Regions from separate parts of the Mus musculus genome. Here region 1 is linked to region 2. A link is a contact called in public HiChIP or PLAC-seq data. All regions are on one chromosome and are shown on one strand. The core of a region is the stretch at or near the end of the contact, and the rest is flanking DNA. Distances in the headings are between cores, read along the strand shown.

Region 1 (3,330 bases), core at 667-3,166, 310 kb after region 2:
CTTTCTTCATTCAGAGACATATGTGCTAGGAACATCAACTTTCAAATAGGTGGCTAGAGATGACACAAGACACAGCAGGTCCCTAGGTGGCCATAGGCCATATCCCTTCTTTCTATATCTATTTCTATCTTTAGGCATCTCTTGAAATCTTTTGCTGCCACCTTTAATAGGGGAACAGTTGAGTGTGGCGAGAGCTGTACCTATCTGAGACTGAGGCCATGTGCCCTGTGTTGAAGCTGTTGGCTTCTCTAGGGAGCTGGCTCTCTGGGTTCCCCAGCAACGCTGGGCTCTAGGGATATTGGCTATGCTTATGATGACGTGCAACGTCAGTTTACCTTATCCCAATAGCACACCATACGGAAAAGCAATGTCTGTTCCTAAGTCCTGTAAATGCTGTCTTGAGCTTCAACGTTGGTAGTGACTCTCCCTCTTGCTTGAGATTGGAAGAATGGTGGTCTGACATGTACGTGTAGTGTGAGGTGTAGGCAGAGAGTAATGATAGTGTAAGACTGGCATCATGATCCTCACCCTCACGGAATGCTCCATTGAGTTTCTGACTTTGATGTCCCAGCTCTTCTGGGAAACGTCCATTTACCCCTTTCTGGTCTCCTTTTCCACACCAGGGTGACATCCATCTTAGATACCCAAATATCTCTTCTCTTTCATAAAACCCAGTTTTCACAAGGGTCAGACTCACACCCAGGTCCCAGTGATAGCTATGTTAAGGTTTACAGTGTATTTCCCCCATCCCCCACCTCCAGTGTTAAGTCCAGATGGTCAGCGTCTGTTCTACGCCAGTTAAAGCCCCATCTGAAAACCAGCAGCATTCCCACTGATCTCAATAGGAGTAGAGTAGCAAGTGAAGGCTAGAATTGAAAATACTTCCACTGTAATGTTCATGTAAGTGCTCAATTGGTGTTATTCAAGGGGCCAGTTTATTCCAGAAACAGTAACTTTAAGTTGTGAAATTTCATTTTATTTGGGATACATAAAACACCCCACCCTAGTCTTATTTTATAGGTAACTGCCAATTTTCTTCTAGATGGAGAGCTATACAGTTGGTTGTTAACCATTGTGTTCTGGAAACGTACGTGAGTCTGGCTGGGCACGAACTGTGGAAGTCAAAGAAATTTCATGCTTATGAACTTTCCCTATCCTGTGAGGTTCATCTCATGTGAGATAACGATTATTTCCGGGTTACCAAGACAGTAATCATGAACAGAAACTGACTGAACTCATGAACAAGAAAGCACAACTATTCTTGAATTTCTTCTGGACTTTATCATAGCTCTGTCCAAAGTGTCTACCCCTTCAATCTACGTTTTCCAACTTCCGTGTTGAGATTTTGTTAGCGGGCTCTAAGCTCCTCAGACATCCTGATGCAAGGGCGCTCACTTGATCTTACTTTCAGGTTGACTTTTGATACTCTATTATTATTATCTAAATATAGCTAAATAGTAATAAAAGACCAGAAGAGCCCTTTTGCGAGATCTTAGGCACTCCTGTGTGTTAAGCTGACATGTGGACTTGGGACCTGGTGGTCTGGGTCACAAGATGAAGAAGGAGGTGGCCCAGATAGATGTCAGGCCAGCTCCCCTAGCATCCCCTTAGGAGGGGATGGCACCCTGGAGCTTGCGTTGCTAGGTCCTCTGTTAAAGGCGTTCTGAACGCTCCCTGAGCGGGACCAAGAATAAGACGGGGTGAGGGGTGCCCTGGAAAGCCCAGCTCATTCTTCTGCATACCTAGATGAGAAGCCATGGGTCCAGGAGGTCCTTAGCGCTCAGGCCTAGTTGTGGGTAGAGGACCCTTCTTTTCCTTGGTTTCTTCTGCCCGTCTCCAGCCCTCTCGAGGTCCTGGTGCTTGTACCTCCATGCACGATGCGCACCCCTGGGCGCAGTGGGCAAATGGTCTGGCCCATCGGTAGCTACCACCCCCTTGGGCACGACAGCTGCTCCAGCTGCTCCTGGTCCGGTCGAGCTTCTAAGCTCTGAACCGCGGCTGCCCCGGGGGGGTGGGCGAGCTGAGGTGATCCCAAGACGACACGCGGAGTGGACCGACCGGGGAGCCGCCAGCCGCTGGCGGGGAGTGTGGGCCACCAAGAGACCGGCCACTGGATCCAGCCAGAGAGGTGCCTCAGCTGTGAGTACCTGCCCTTGCCCCCGCCCCTCTCCTCCACACCCCAGGTCGCTGCGCCCATTCCCTCCAGTGCCTGTCCTGGAGACTTGCCAGGGTGGAAGCGGCTGAGGAGGGCGGCTGCTGCCAGGCTCATGATTCAGCATCATTGGCGCCCAGTGGTTTGGGCAGAAGGAGGAGGGGACTGGTCGGGATTATTTGTGGGGTCCCACTTCAGTTTCTAGACTCTCTCTGGCAGGATGAAGTGGGCAGAACTCCCAGTCCCCCGCTGGGTTGAGCTGTCATGATATTCTGTCCCCAGCCCCAGTGTCAACCTGCTTGAGCAAAGCATGTTGTGTATTCTTGAAAGTGTGTCAGTGAGATCTCTTTTCCCACACGTCTCCTTTCTCCACTTCTCATCCCACTAGACATCCACTTTATCTGATATCAAAACATCCCCCCAAACTGAAAAATTTTTTTTATAGAATTTGTCTTATATTCAGCATTGGTTTGACGGATTCAAAAAAGAAAAGATGTATAGGAATCATGAGTAATATCATATATTAGGGGCGTGTGTGTGTGTGTGTGTGTGTGTGTGTGTGTGTGTGTGTGTGTGTGTATAATTGTATCACTTCAACTCAGAACCAGTTCTGGAAAGTGAGGAAGAGAGAGCTTAAATTACAATCTCAAGGTCACAGAACAAGAATTTGAATCCAGATCTCCCTCTCTCCAACATCCGTGGATCGTCTACTGTATCAGTCAGTGTTGGGTCCACTTATGCACTATTAGATATTAAGTATAATATTAATTTTCATAGGAGTAGTCTCAAACACTAGTGACAGCAACCTGTAAACTTTCTGCACATTGCCCTGCGACCCTGTGCAGAAAAAGTCCATTTCCTTAGCATCTAGAAAAAAAAATGTATATTTGGACAATACTCTGTCGGAGAGCTGGGCCTGAGATGCCTAACCTGCTTTTGGGTGATGCTGGATGCTCGAGCCTCGGGAGAATCAATTAGCAGCACAGTAAGCAATCTGGAAATGGCTATTTAGTTTTTGGGTAACATTCAAAGGAAGAACAGTGATCTAGCTTATGGGGTGCGAGACTGAATCACTCACAGCAGGGTGATAAATAAGCCGAGACTCAAGTGATGCTATGTGGCTTGTCACACCTTTGGGACTTGGCATAGCAGGTGACAGTTTATACGTTAAGGAGCTC
Region 2 (3,572 bases), core at 522-3,021:
CCAAGATCATCTGCCTTTTAGTGTCTCTCTTGAGAAGTCTACTGTAGTTTTGATAGGTAGGCTTTTATGTTACTTGGCTTTTTTTCCCCTTACAGCTTTTAATACTCTTTCTTTGTTGTATACATTTACTGTTTTGATTATTATATGGTGAAAGGATTTTCTTTTCCGGTTCAATTTATTTGATGTTCTATAGGTTTTTTTTTATGTTTATGGCCATCTCTTTCTTTAGGTTGGGGAAGTTTTCTTCTATGATTTTGTTGAAGTTGTTCTCTGACTTTTTGGAGTGGGAATCTTTACTCTCTTATTTCCTATTGTGATCACAGGTGGCCACACAAACTGGGTACTCCTGAAAGGCAGGCTGGGGCTAAAAGAGAATAGATGGGGAGAAAAGACAAGGCCAAGACCGGTTTCTGATCAAAGACCCAAAGTTTACTAACAACCTGTGCTTATAGAAGCAGAGAGCCCATCTCCTGCAGATCCATTCTTGATGCCTGTCACCAGCCTCTATCTGAAAGAACTGGTTTAGCAAGTAGGTGTAAATTACTGGATTGCTTGCTGTCTCTAGTATATCTCAAGGGCCTCTCTCAGCAGGTAGCAGTGTCTCAGAGAAGAACAAAGCTGGTGACAGAATAGAACCATCTAGGTCAGAAAGCTTCACTCTAGGTGGTCTCATTCTCAGTGGCAGCAAGGTCAGAGCCAGCCTACTCAAGGCTGAGGAAGGCTTCAGCCTATTATTCTTATGTTTGGTCTTTTCAATGTGTCCCAAATTTCTTGGCTGTTTTGGGTTAGGAACTTTTTACACTTTGTATTTTCTTCGACTGATGTCTCAATATCTTCTATGGTATCTTCTACACCTGAGATTTTCTCTTCCATTTCTTGTATTGTAGCTGCTGTATTCCTTCCTATGTTTTCCATATCCAGGGTTTCTCCATTTGTGATTTCTGTTTGTTTTTATTTCCATTTTATGTTTTGTTCAATTTCTTCATTTATTTGATTATATTTTCCTGTATTTCTTTAAGGGACTTATTTGTATCCTTTTAAAAGGCTTCTATGTTGCCTGTGTTTTTCTATATTTCCTTAAGAGAGTTATTTATATTCTTAAAGGCCTCAATGATCTTCATGAGATGGGATTTTAGGTCAGAATCTTGCTCTTCGGGAGTGTTAGGGTATCCAGGCTTACTGTGGTAGGAGAACTGGGTTCTGATGATACCAAATGACATTGACTTCTGTTGCTTATATTCTTGCATTTGCCTTTTGCTATCTGGTTATCTCTGGTATTAACTGGTCTGGGTATCTCTGATAGGAGCAGGCCTCCTTGGAAGCAGGAAGAGCTGTGTGACTTGGGTTGGAGCAGGCTTCCTTGGGTTCAGCTAGTCTCTGGCTAGGCCAGACTTCCTGTGTCCATGATTAGAGCAGGCCTCCTGTATCCCTGTGTCCTTGTGTCCCTGGTTAGAATAGACCTCATGGAGGTGAAGACCAGAAAGACAATGGGGCTCAGGCAGAGCAGGAAAGATTGCACACCTGCTGAGCTCTGTGGGGGTCCCAGCTGATGTAGATATTGGGACAGGGGTCTCACCTGTATTCCTAGTTATGGCAGCCCACCTTTGAGGCAGTTAGCTTGTGGGGGAGGTGCAGGCACACCAGTCTGCCACAGGTTCAAGTGGAGGTGCAGTCTGGAAAGATGTTGGGGCTCAGGCAGAGCAGGATAGATGGGTGGGGGAAGGGCAGCTAACCCGTATGGTTCAAGAATCTCAGGTCTGATGGAGGTTGGGGGAGGGGCAGCGGGAGAATGGAGGTCCTCCAGGGATAGCAGATTGCTCAGGGCAACGTGGCATGGCCCAGAGGGCTCAGAGAGCAGGGAAGATGGGTGGGGGAAGGGAAGCTTACTTGTATGGTTCAGGGATCTGGTGGAGGTGTCTTCTCAGCCTCTTGTTGGGGCAGATAGAATCTCTACTTAGGAAAGTCTGTTTTACTTTATAGTTGACCAACATGCCACTTTGTTTGACATCAAAACTTACCATCTCTATAAAGTGCCCACGCATCTTTATGACCATGGAAGGATATGGATGCTAAACCTAGGCCTCTGCTGCTTTCCACCTTCCTCCTACCCCATGGCTACTGAGAGGCTGTAAATGTATAATTATGTGCTTGGACTGGGAGACAGGATGCAAACAGAATCTAAATGAAAGGGCATGAAGAATGGAGAGGAACAAATGAACATTTCAAAATGTTCTGCTGTTTAACAGCAAGACAACATTGCCTATGCGGTCATGTATTAATTTTACAATTGTTTTGGGTATTTTCTATTTTATTTTTAATATCTATTTATAAAAGATAGTGTGTATTTATTGTTAAATGTTTTCCTCGGGAATGTACAATAGGTTTTTGTTGAGGTAGTGGCATTGGTACAGAGTGGGATTTTGTTGCGGTAGTTGCAGGGCTCCATGTAGTCCAGGTGTGTCTCATGTCTAAGTAGCTGAAGTGGTCTTGAATTTCTTATCCTCCTGCCTCCATAGCCTAAGTGCTGGAATTACCGGTATATTCCACTTTGACCCATTTCAGTGGTACTAAGGACTGAATACAGAGCTTTAAGCTAGATGAACCGAATGGAACCACAAGCTCCAACGTGGTTCTTTGTAGTCACAGAAATGCCAGCAGTGATTGCACTTTGTTTGAACATGACTAATTGCCCAGAAGCCTTACTTCTTGCCAGAATGTTCAGGGTGTAGCTGCCAGTCTTCTGCTGTGGCTGCTGGTTTTTGGGTCCTGAAAGGGATTGGCATTCAGTAATCTTTCCTTCCTCCCTTTTTCCTCCCTCCCTTCCTTCTTTGTCCTTCCTTCCTTCCTTCCTTCCTTCCTTCCTTCTCTCTCTCTCTTGCTCTCTCTCTCCCTCTCCCTTTCCCTCTCTTCCTCCCTCTCTCTCTCTTTCTTTCTTTCTTTCTTTCTTTCTTTCTTTCTTTCTTTCTTTCTTTTCTTTTCTTTTTTTTTTTCTAAGACAAGGTCTCACTAGAGTTCATGCTGATCTTGAATTCATGGCGATTCTTTTGCTCAACCTCCTGGGTGAAGGGAGAATAGGTATGAACCACTATTGGCTCACGTAGCTTTCTTTTCTATGCATGCCTTGTGGCTTCTGGGCCAGGCAGTGGTGGCACATGCCTTTAATCCAAGCACATGGGAGGCAGAGGCAGGCGGATTTCTGAGTTCAAGGCCAGCCTGGTCTACAGAGTGAGTTCCAGGACAGCCAGGGCTACACAGAGAAACCCTGTCTCAAACAAACAAACAAACAAACAAACAACAACAAAAAAGATACTTTTGTAGACTATCAGCAGCCCAGAAGGTGGGAGATACAGGGCGCAGGAGAAAAACATGAGAGTTTCAATATGTTGCTTAGTTTACTTTATGCTGACATTTCTTTTCTGAGTCACCAACCCAGACACACACTACAGCAATCATCACCAGGTTAAGAAGTATAGTGTGCTGACTAATATTTTGTCAACGTGACACAAACTAGAGTCAACTGGGACAAGAAGACCTCAACTGAGTAATTAACCTACATTGGGTTAGCCTGTGGG

What was found. HiChIP or PLAC-seq counts read pairs in DNA pulled down with a chosen protein or histone mark.
Region 1: a contact with region 2 is called in a FOXA1 HiChIP or PLAC-seq map of pancreatic cancer cells. The contact joins the promoter of Ttll7 here to the enhancer-like site in region 2. A contact is called at or near these places in 11 of 39 promoter capture datasets (the 3T3-L1 cell line, the C10 cell line, cranial neural crest and 6 more), 1 of 15 datasets of contacts at CTCF or cohesin (stem cell-derived epiblast-like cells), 1 of 484 Hi-C or Micro-C datasets (embryonic stem cells), 4 of 115 datasets of contacts at active chromatin or transcription factors (embryonic hindbrain, fetal liver, pancreatic cancer cells and 1 more) and 1 of 9 other capture datasets (macrophages).

What each region holds. Positions count from the first base shown.
Region 1 is chr3:146,850,451-146,853,780 of GRCm38.p6, forward strand. Ttll7 (tubulin tyrosine ligase-like family, member 7) reads left to right here and starts at 1,917. Exons shown (of 21, transcript NM_001357217.1): 1 at 1,917-2,139.
Region 2 is chr3:146,543,235-146,546,806 of GRCm38.p6, forward strand. No RefSeq gene overlaps it. Among named protein-coding and RNA genes, the nearest start is that of Rpf1, 24 kb to the left of the region's middle. Within about 2 kb of position 1,772, at least 15 of the 459 cell types and tissues checked have an H3K27ac peak or open chromatin away from gene starts, as enhancers often do. A contact at or near this core is called in pancreatic cancer cells, where this site is marked.